Regions from separate parts of the Pan troglodytes genome. Here region 1 is linked to region 2. The links are chromatin contacts, called in public Hi-C maps. All regions are on one chromosome and are shown on one strand. The core of a region is the stretch at or near the end of the contact, and the rest is flanking DNA. Distances in the headings are between cores, read along the strand shown. Region 1 has its middle 25 kb from the start of ZNF395. Region 2 holds the start of NUGGC (nuclear GTPase, germinal center associated).

What was found. Hi-C and Micro-C count contacts between places; a contact is called where the count stands out from the background.
Region 1: a contact with region 2 is called in a Hi-C map of induced pluripotent stem cells, with 2.6 times the contacts expected there. The contact joins the enhancer-like site here to the promoter of NUGGC in region 2. A contact is called at or near these places in 2 of 7 Hi-C or Micro-C datasets (induced pluripotent stem cells and stem cell-derived neural progenitor cells) and 1 of 1 datasets of contacts at active chromatin or transcription factors (stem cell-derived excitatory neurons).

The regions. Positions count from the first base shown.
Region 1 is chr7:36,766,504-36,769,892 of NHGRI_mPanTro3-v2.0_pri, forward strand. No RefSeq gene overlaps it. Among named protein-coding and RNA genes, the nearest start is that of ZNF395, 25 kb to the left of the region's middle. Within about 2 kb of position 1,873, at least 16 of the 24 cell types and tissues checked have an H3K27ac peak or open chromatin away from gene starts, as enhancers often do. A contact at or near this core is called in induced pluripotent stem cells and stem cell-derived neural progenitor cells, where this site is marked.
Region 2 is chr7:36,436,470-36,439,932 of NHGRI_mPanTro3-v2.0_pri, forward strand. It overlaps NUGGC (nuclear GTPase, germinal center associated), which reads right to left and starts at 1,283. Exons shown (of 19, transcript XM_519681.8): 1 at 930-1,283.

The sequences.
Region 1 (3,389 bases), core at 623-3,122, 330 kb after region 2:
GCAATGAGCCGTGCTCGTGCCACTGCACTTCAGCCTGGGTAACAGAATGAGACCCTGTCTCAAAAAACAAAAAAAGAAAAAGAAAAAAATAATAATAAAATAAGGCTTTTGCCAGCTTAATAAGGAAGGTTTGAGACACAGACCAGCAAAGGAAGGCTCATGTCCTCTGCATGGTAGAGTCTGGCTTCTTTGAAGGCAGCCTTTTACTGCTCTGTCCCTGTCACACTACAAAGGATCAGATGTTCAGCCTATGTAAATCCATAAGAAGGACAATTTATCAGGCTGGGTGCAGTGGCTCATGCCTGTAATCCCAACACTTTGGGAGGCTGAGGCAGGAGAATGGCTTGAGTCCTGGAGTTTGAGACCAGCCTGGGCCACATAGTGAGACCCGGTCTCTACCAATTTTTTCTTTTTTTTTAATTAGTGTGGTGTGGTGGTGCCTGCGGTCCCAGCTACTTGGGAGACTGAGGCTGAAGGATCTCTTGAGCCCAGGAGGTCAAGGCTGCAGTGAGCTGTGATTGCGCCATTGCAATCCAACCTGAGTGACAGAGCAAGACTCTGTCTCAAAACAAAACAAAACAAAACGAAAAGGAGCAACCATTCTGAGAAGCCAAGGGTCAGAAGCCTGGGCTTGGCCTGCAGGCGATGATATGTTATCTGCTCCCATAAGCGACAGGAGCTGGCTCTGAAGCTAGAACCGAAGAAACAGCCAGTGACCAGAGGCTGCTTGTTCTACAAGAAAGAGCACTGTCCTAGCCTTGGGGACACAACTAGCAGAGTGACCAGAGCAAACCATCCATAAAATTATGACCAGGCCAGGCGCAGTGGCTCAGGCCTGTAATCCCAGGCTGAGGCAGGCGGATCACTTGAGGTCAGGAGTTCGGGATCAGCCTGGCCAACATGGTGAAACCCCGTCTCTACTAGGCATAGTGGCACACGCCTGTAGTCCCAGCTACTTGGGAGGCTGAGGCAGGAGAATCACTTGAACCCCAGGGAGGGGGCAGAGATTGGGCCACTGCCCAATTTTATATATATATAAAACTAGACAGTGGATAGAAAACCCTATCTTAAAAAAAAAAAAGAACTTTAAAAGTATTTGTATCATTTGATCCTTTAAAAAAATGAAAATGATTACATTTTGGTACAGCTGTACAATGTTAACATCGAACCATTAAACATATTTATGATGTGTTTAAGGAAATGGGAATGTTTCTAAGATATTAAGTACAAAAAGCAAGACACTAATGACTTGCACAGAATGAACAAGTCTGTAAAGAGAAATAGAGCAAAACGTGAAGAAATATCCCACTAGGTAAAGTGTTTGCTTCGGGTGGTGGAATTATGGGTGCGTTTCTGCGGGGTTTTTTTTGTTGGGGGGGGGCTAATTATTTACACTTTTCTGTATTTGCCACAGTGTATACACTAAGCACATATTACTTTTATTATAAGGCGGCGGGAGGAGGTTGAAAACGATCTCCAATATCCTCGGTTTCCTTCCCAATCCTTTGCATCAGGTTGATTTCCTCCAGGCCCCTTCCTGAAAGTTCTGCAGGTGACGCAGCCCCGCGCCGGCCGCCGCCGGGAAGATTCGAGAGGCCATCGGCCAGGGAGCGGCGGCGTCGGGTTTCCGCGCTGCTCCCCCCACTGCGAGTGCGGACGAGGATGCCGGGCCGCGTCTGTCCTGCGGCTCGCTGGGGCCCGGCAGCCCCTCTGCAGCGCGGTGCGAGTTCCTGGAAAGGCTACGTTTGCGCTCCCCGGCCCTGCCCTCGAGGCGGGAACAACCCGCGGCTTCAGCCCGGCGTCCCCCTCCTGCTCGGTCCTCAACCCCGGCTGCGGCCGGCGGAAGCGCCCGGGCCTGGGAGGGAGAGGGAGGCACCTCCCTGCCGGCTCAACCCCCTGGGCAAGGGGCCGGGAGGGCGCGGCTGGGACGTGCCCGGGCCCACGAAGGCCTCCGCCCCACCCCTGCGCGCCGCCTGCAGGGGAGACGGGGCAGGGCGCCCCCCGCCTCCCAGGCCGCTCGCTGCAGGCCGCCGGCCGTGCGCAGGGGACCCGGCAAGGGGGCAGGCCGTGCCTGCGGCCGCAACGCTCGGGTCTCGCTGCCGGCGGCTGGACCGGCCCCTTTGTCCCGTAGTCCTGCTCCGCCGGGGATCCTGGGGAGCCAAACCGAGCGCGCGCGCTGGCATCTGTGTGGACAGCGGGGGAGGCTGCCCGGTCTGATCCGTTGGCGCGCGCCCTGGCACGGCGTCCCCACGGCCTCTCCGGGGCCCGATCCCCGGCAGGCCTGAGCACTGAGCACTGCACCCGGTTTTCTTTGGGCTCGTGGCTCGTCCTCGGCCTGCTGCGGCCCCCTCCTTGCCCTGGCTTTGTTTTTCTTTTTCTTTCTTTCTTTTTCTTTTTCTTTTCTTTTCTTTCTTTCTTTTTTTTTTTTTTTTTTTTTTTTTTTTGAGACAGGGTGCTGTGTGGCCCAGGCTGGGGGGCGGTGGCGTGACAACGGCTCACTGCAGCCCTAAGCTCCCAGGTTCAAGCGATCCAGCTGCCCCAGCCTCCTGAGTAGCTGGGACTCACATGCGCGCCACCACACCCAACTAATTTTTGAAAAAACTTTTTTTAGAGACAGGTTCCTGCTATGGGGCTTGCCCAAGCTGGTCTTGAACTCCTGGGCTCAAGCGATCCTCCTGCCTCAGCCTCCTAAAGGGCTGGGATTACAGGCATGAGTCACCGCGCCCGGCCAACCCCACTGTTTTTCTACCTCAGCTTCTTTGTCTAAGTCTGATCCACCAAAGGCCTTGGGCCCATCTTTCACCTCTATCTGTAAACCCATCCCTGCCAGCCCCGCACTCTGCCCGGCAGACACACATGCCCGAGGCGAAATCCAAGTTTACTTCCACTTTGACGGTAGGACAAGATCCTGCCCTCTCACTGTCACCCCGAAATATTCCCAAAGGCAAGAAGAGTTGACTCTTGCTCTATTACCCTGGGCCCGCTGCTGCGTAATTTGCAGGGGCCAGTGAAAAATGAAATTGAGCAGAGACGGAGCCACTGCATTCCAGCCTGGGTAAGAGAGCTAGACGCTGTCTCAAATAGAGACAGGGTCTCACTCTGTCGCCCAGGCTGGAGTGTGGTAGCATGACTGTGGCTCACTGCAGCCTCTACCTCCCATGCTCAAGAGATTCTCCTACCTCAGCCTCCCGAGTAGCTGGGATGACAGGTGTGAACCACCACCCCTGGCTAATTTTTTTTTTTTTTTTTTTTTTTTTTTGTAGAAATTGGGCCTTCCTATGTTGCCCAGGCTGGTCTAGAACTCCTGGACTCAAGTGATCCACCTCGGCCTCCCAAAGTGCTGAATGACAAGCGTGAGCTACCGTGCCTGACTTTTCCTTCCTTCCCTC
Region 2 (3,463 bases), core at 33-2,532:
AGTGAGCCACGTTCATACCACTGCACTCCAGCCTGGGTAACAGACCGAGGCCTCAAAAACAAACAAACCAAACCCCCAAAATTCACTTAAGCAAACAGAAAAGTAAAATTCACTTTCCCTCAAGAAATAACTTGCTTTAAGAATATCAAAGGAGAGAGAAGAGACAAACGTCCCATATACAGAAGAATTCCAAATAATTTACGTAGCTACTCCATCCTCAAGGAGGTAGAATAAAACTCCCTGCTCCTCAAGTGTGTGCTGTGCATAGCAGCTTCTTTCCAAAGAGAACACGGCGGAGATTGGAGCAGGGAAAGGATCACCTTATAGCAGAGAAACCAGACAAGCGCTGCCTCTACCAGGTGGTCAAGGTCAACACCAACAGTCCTAAATCATGTTGACAATATTATCCCTTGATATGATGTGATGAGAACAGCACTTTAACTCCGGGACTCCTTCCCCAAAACCCGTAACTCCATTCTAATCATGAGAAAAACATCAGACAAATGCCAATAGGAGAAGCCTACAAAATACCCAACCAGTACTCCTCAAAACTGCCATATTCATCAAAAACAAGGAAAGTCTGAGAAACAACGCTACAGCTAAGAGGAGCCTAAGGGAACATAACTAAATATAATGTGCTATCCTGAATAGGATGCCACAGTAGAAAGCAGACGTTAGATAAAAACCAAGAATCTGAATCAAGCACAGACTTTAGTTTAAGAATAACATATCAGTATCGGTTCATCAGTTGTAACAAATGTACCACACTAATACAAGATAATGGGGAAGTTGGGTGGGAATTACATGGGAATGCTCTAAACTATCTTCTCAATATTCCTGTAAACTCAAAACTGTTCTAAAAATTAAGGTCCATTTTTAAAAAATCAACCACAAGTTACAGTACAAATTACATAAAAGAAACAACTTACCAGATGTCACTGAACAGAAAAAAAAAAAAAAAAAAGTTCTGGTTTAGTTACAGGAGTCCACAGAGGAGATGGTGGCAGCTTCTCCTTGGTTCAGGTATTTGGAACCAGCTGGGGTACGTAGCCCTTTGGGCCACAATCACAAAGCCACGTTTACATAGCAGAAGTGAAACTGACTTGCCATCAGGGAGCTATTTACCATGGTCTCCTCCCACAGATACTGATTTATTCTGTCTTCTTTCACTTAAATCTAAATTCGCCAGGCGCGGTGGCTCACTCCTGTAATCCCAGCACTTTGGGAGGCCGAGGCAGGCAGATCACTTGAGGTCAGGAGTACAACAGCAGCCTGGCCAAAATGGTGAAACCTTGACTCTACTAAAAATACAAAAAAAAAAAAAAAAAAATCAGCCAGGCGTGGTGGCAGAACCCTGTAGTCCCAGCTACTCAGGAGGCTGAAGCAAGAGAATCACTTGAGCCTGGGAGGTGGAGGTTGCAGTGAGCCGAGATCGCGCCACTGCACTCCAGCCTGGGTGACGGAGCAAGACTACATCTGGAAAAAAAAAAAAATCTAAATGGTACATGAAACGGGGATCTTGCATCCCTCTCTGCCATGTTCCTACAAGTAGACAGATCTGTCTTTTTTCCTTTCCAAATGCATCACTGCATCCTTCCACAGCATCTTTTCTCTGAGGGTGAACACTATTCAGATGACTGGTTCACTGGAGCAGACAGGAAAAATGCCCCAGTTCCAAGACAGACAAAGCACTGGCTCCCCGACACCCAACTATAAGACATGACTGGGAGAGATGGAGGATATGAGATAATAAATATAAAGTTATTCTTGACCCAAAGTCTTAAAATTCACCAAAAATAACATTTGCCAAAAATAAAACAACATTGGATTGTTTGAGTGTAGAAATGAGTGATATACTGCTTTACACCTCTTTCTGGAACTTAAATTTTAAATCCGTATATTTTTATGTCTTTATTTAGTTAGAGACAAGGTCTTGCTCTGTCACCCAGCCTGGAGTGCAGTGGCGTGATCATAGCTCACCACAGCCTCGACCTCCCAGGCTCAAGCCATCCTCCCACCTCAGCCTCCTGGGTAGCTGGGACCACGGTCATGCTCCATCACGCCCATCTAATTTTAAATTCATATTTTTAATAAACCCAGAAAACAAAAATTTGAAAGTGCTGCCCAGGAGAGAAGAAAATAAAACCCACTCCACTTTGCTGTGTCTGGCAACCCAAACCATCACATCACATACAGGGAAAAAGTTGTCCCTTGAACCCTCAGCTTCAGGGTGTGTGTTACCTTTTTTTTTTTTTTTTTGTGAGACACAGTCTTGCTCTGTCACCCAGGCTAGAGTGCAGTGGCGCCGTCTCAGCTCACTGCAACCTCCGTCTTCTGGGTTCAAGAGATTTTCCTGCCTCAGCCTCCTGAGTAGCTGGGACTACAGGGGTGCGTCACCATGCCTGACTTTTTTTTTTTTTAATTTTAGTAGATACAGGGTTTCACCACGTTTGCCAGGCTGGTCTCGAACTCCTGACCTCATGTGATCCGCCCACCTCGGCCTCCCAAAGTGCTGGGATTACAGGTATGAGCTACTGTGCTGGGCCAAGGGTGTATGTTACCTTTAAAGGCCAACTCAGTCATTACCAAGACAACCCTCAGTACTCTAGGTATGTATTTAGTCTGAAGAGGGGATTCAGAAGGTAAAGAGGTCAGAACAGGGAAAGAATTGAAGATAAATGTTTAGACTGTGGTCTTAAAAACTGCTTTGAACTTTTGGCAAGATGACGTCCCTCCTCCATAAGAAAACCACAGAAACACCAGTCTAAAGTTCAGAACAAAGAAAGTCAGCACAAATGCCATCCTGGATGCTGAGTCTTATACTGATCTCTCTAGGCAAAATCACCCCTTACGCTTACATTCATGTCACGTGTGCTCAGCTCTCCCTCTACTGGCTATTTCTTAGCTTCAACAGTTAACCACAAATGCTACTAAATTACTTAATTATTAAAATTAATTTTGAGCATTTTTAAAGCTTCCTGGGGCAAGGCCCAGTGGCTCACACCTGTGATCCCTGCATTTTGGGAGGCCGAGGTGGACAGATCACCTGAAGTCAGGAGCTTGAGACCAGCCTAGCCAACATGGTGAAACCCTGTCTCTACTAAAAATACAAAATCTAGCCGGGCGTGGCAGTGTGTGCCTGTAGTCCCAGCTACTCAAGAGGCTGAGGCAGGAGAATTGCTTGAACATGGGAGGCAGAGGTTGCAGTGAGCCAAGATCAGGCCACTGCACTCAAGCCTGGGCGACAAAGGGAGACTCCATCTCAAAAAATAAAAAAATAAAGCTTCCTGAGTTCCTTTGTTTGTTTGCTTGTTTTTGTTTGTTTGTTTTAGACAGGGTCTCACTCTGTCACCCGGGCTGAAGTGTAGTGGCATTATCACGGCTCACTGCAACCTCAACCTCCTGGGCTCAAGTGATCCTCCCACCTCAGCCTCCCAAGCAGCTGGGACTACAGGCATGTGCC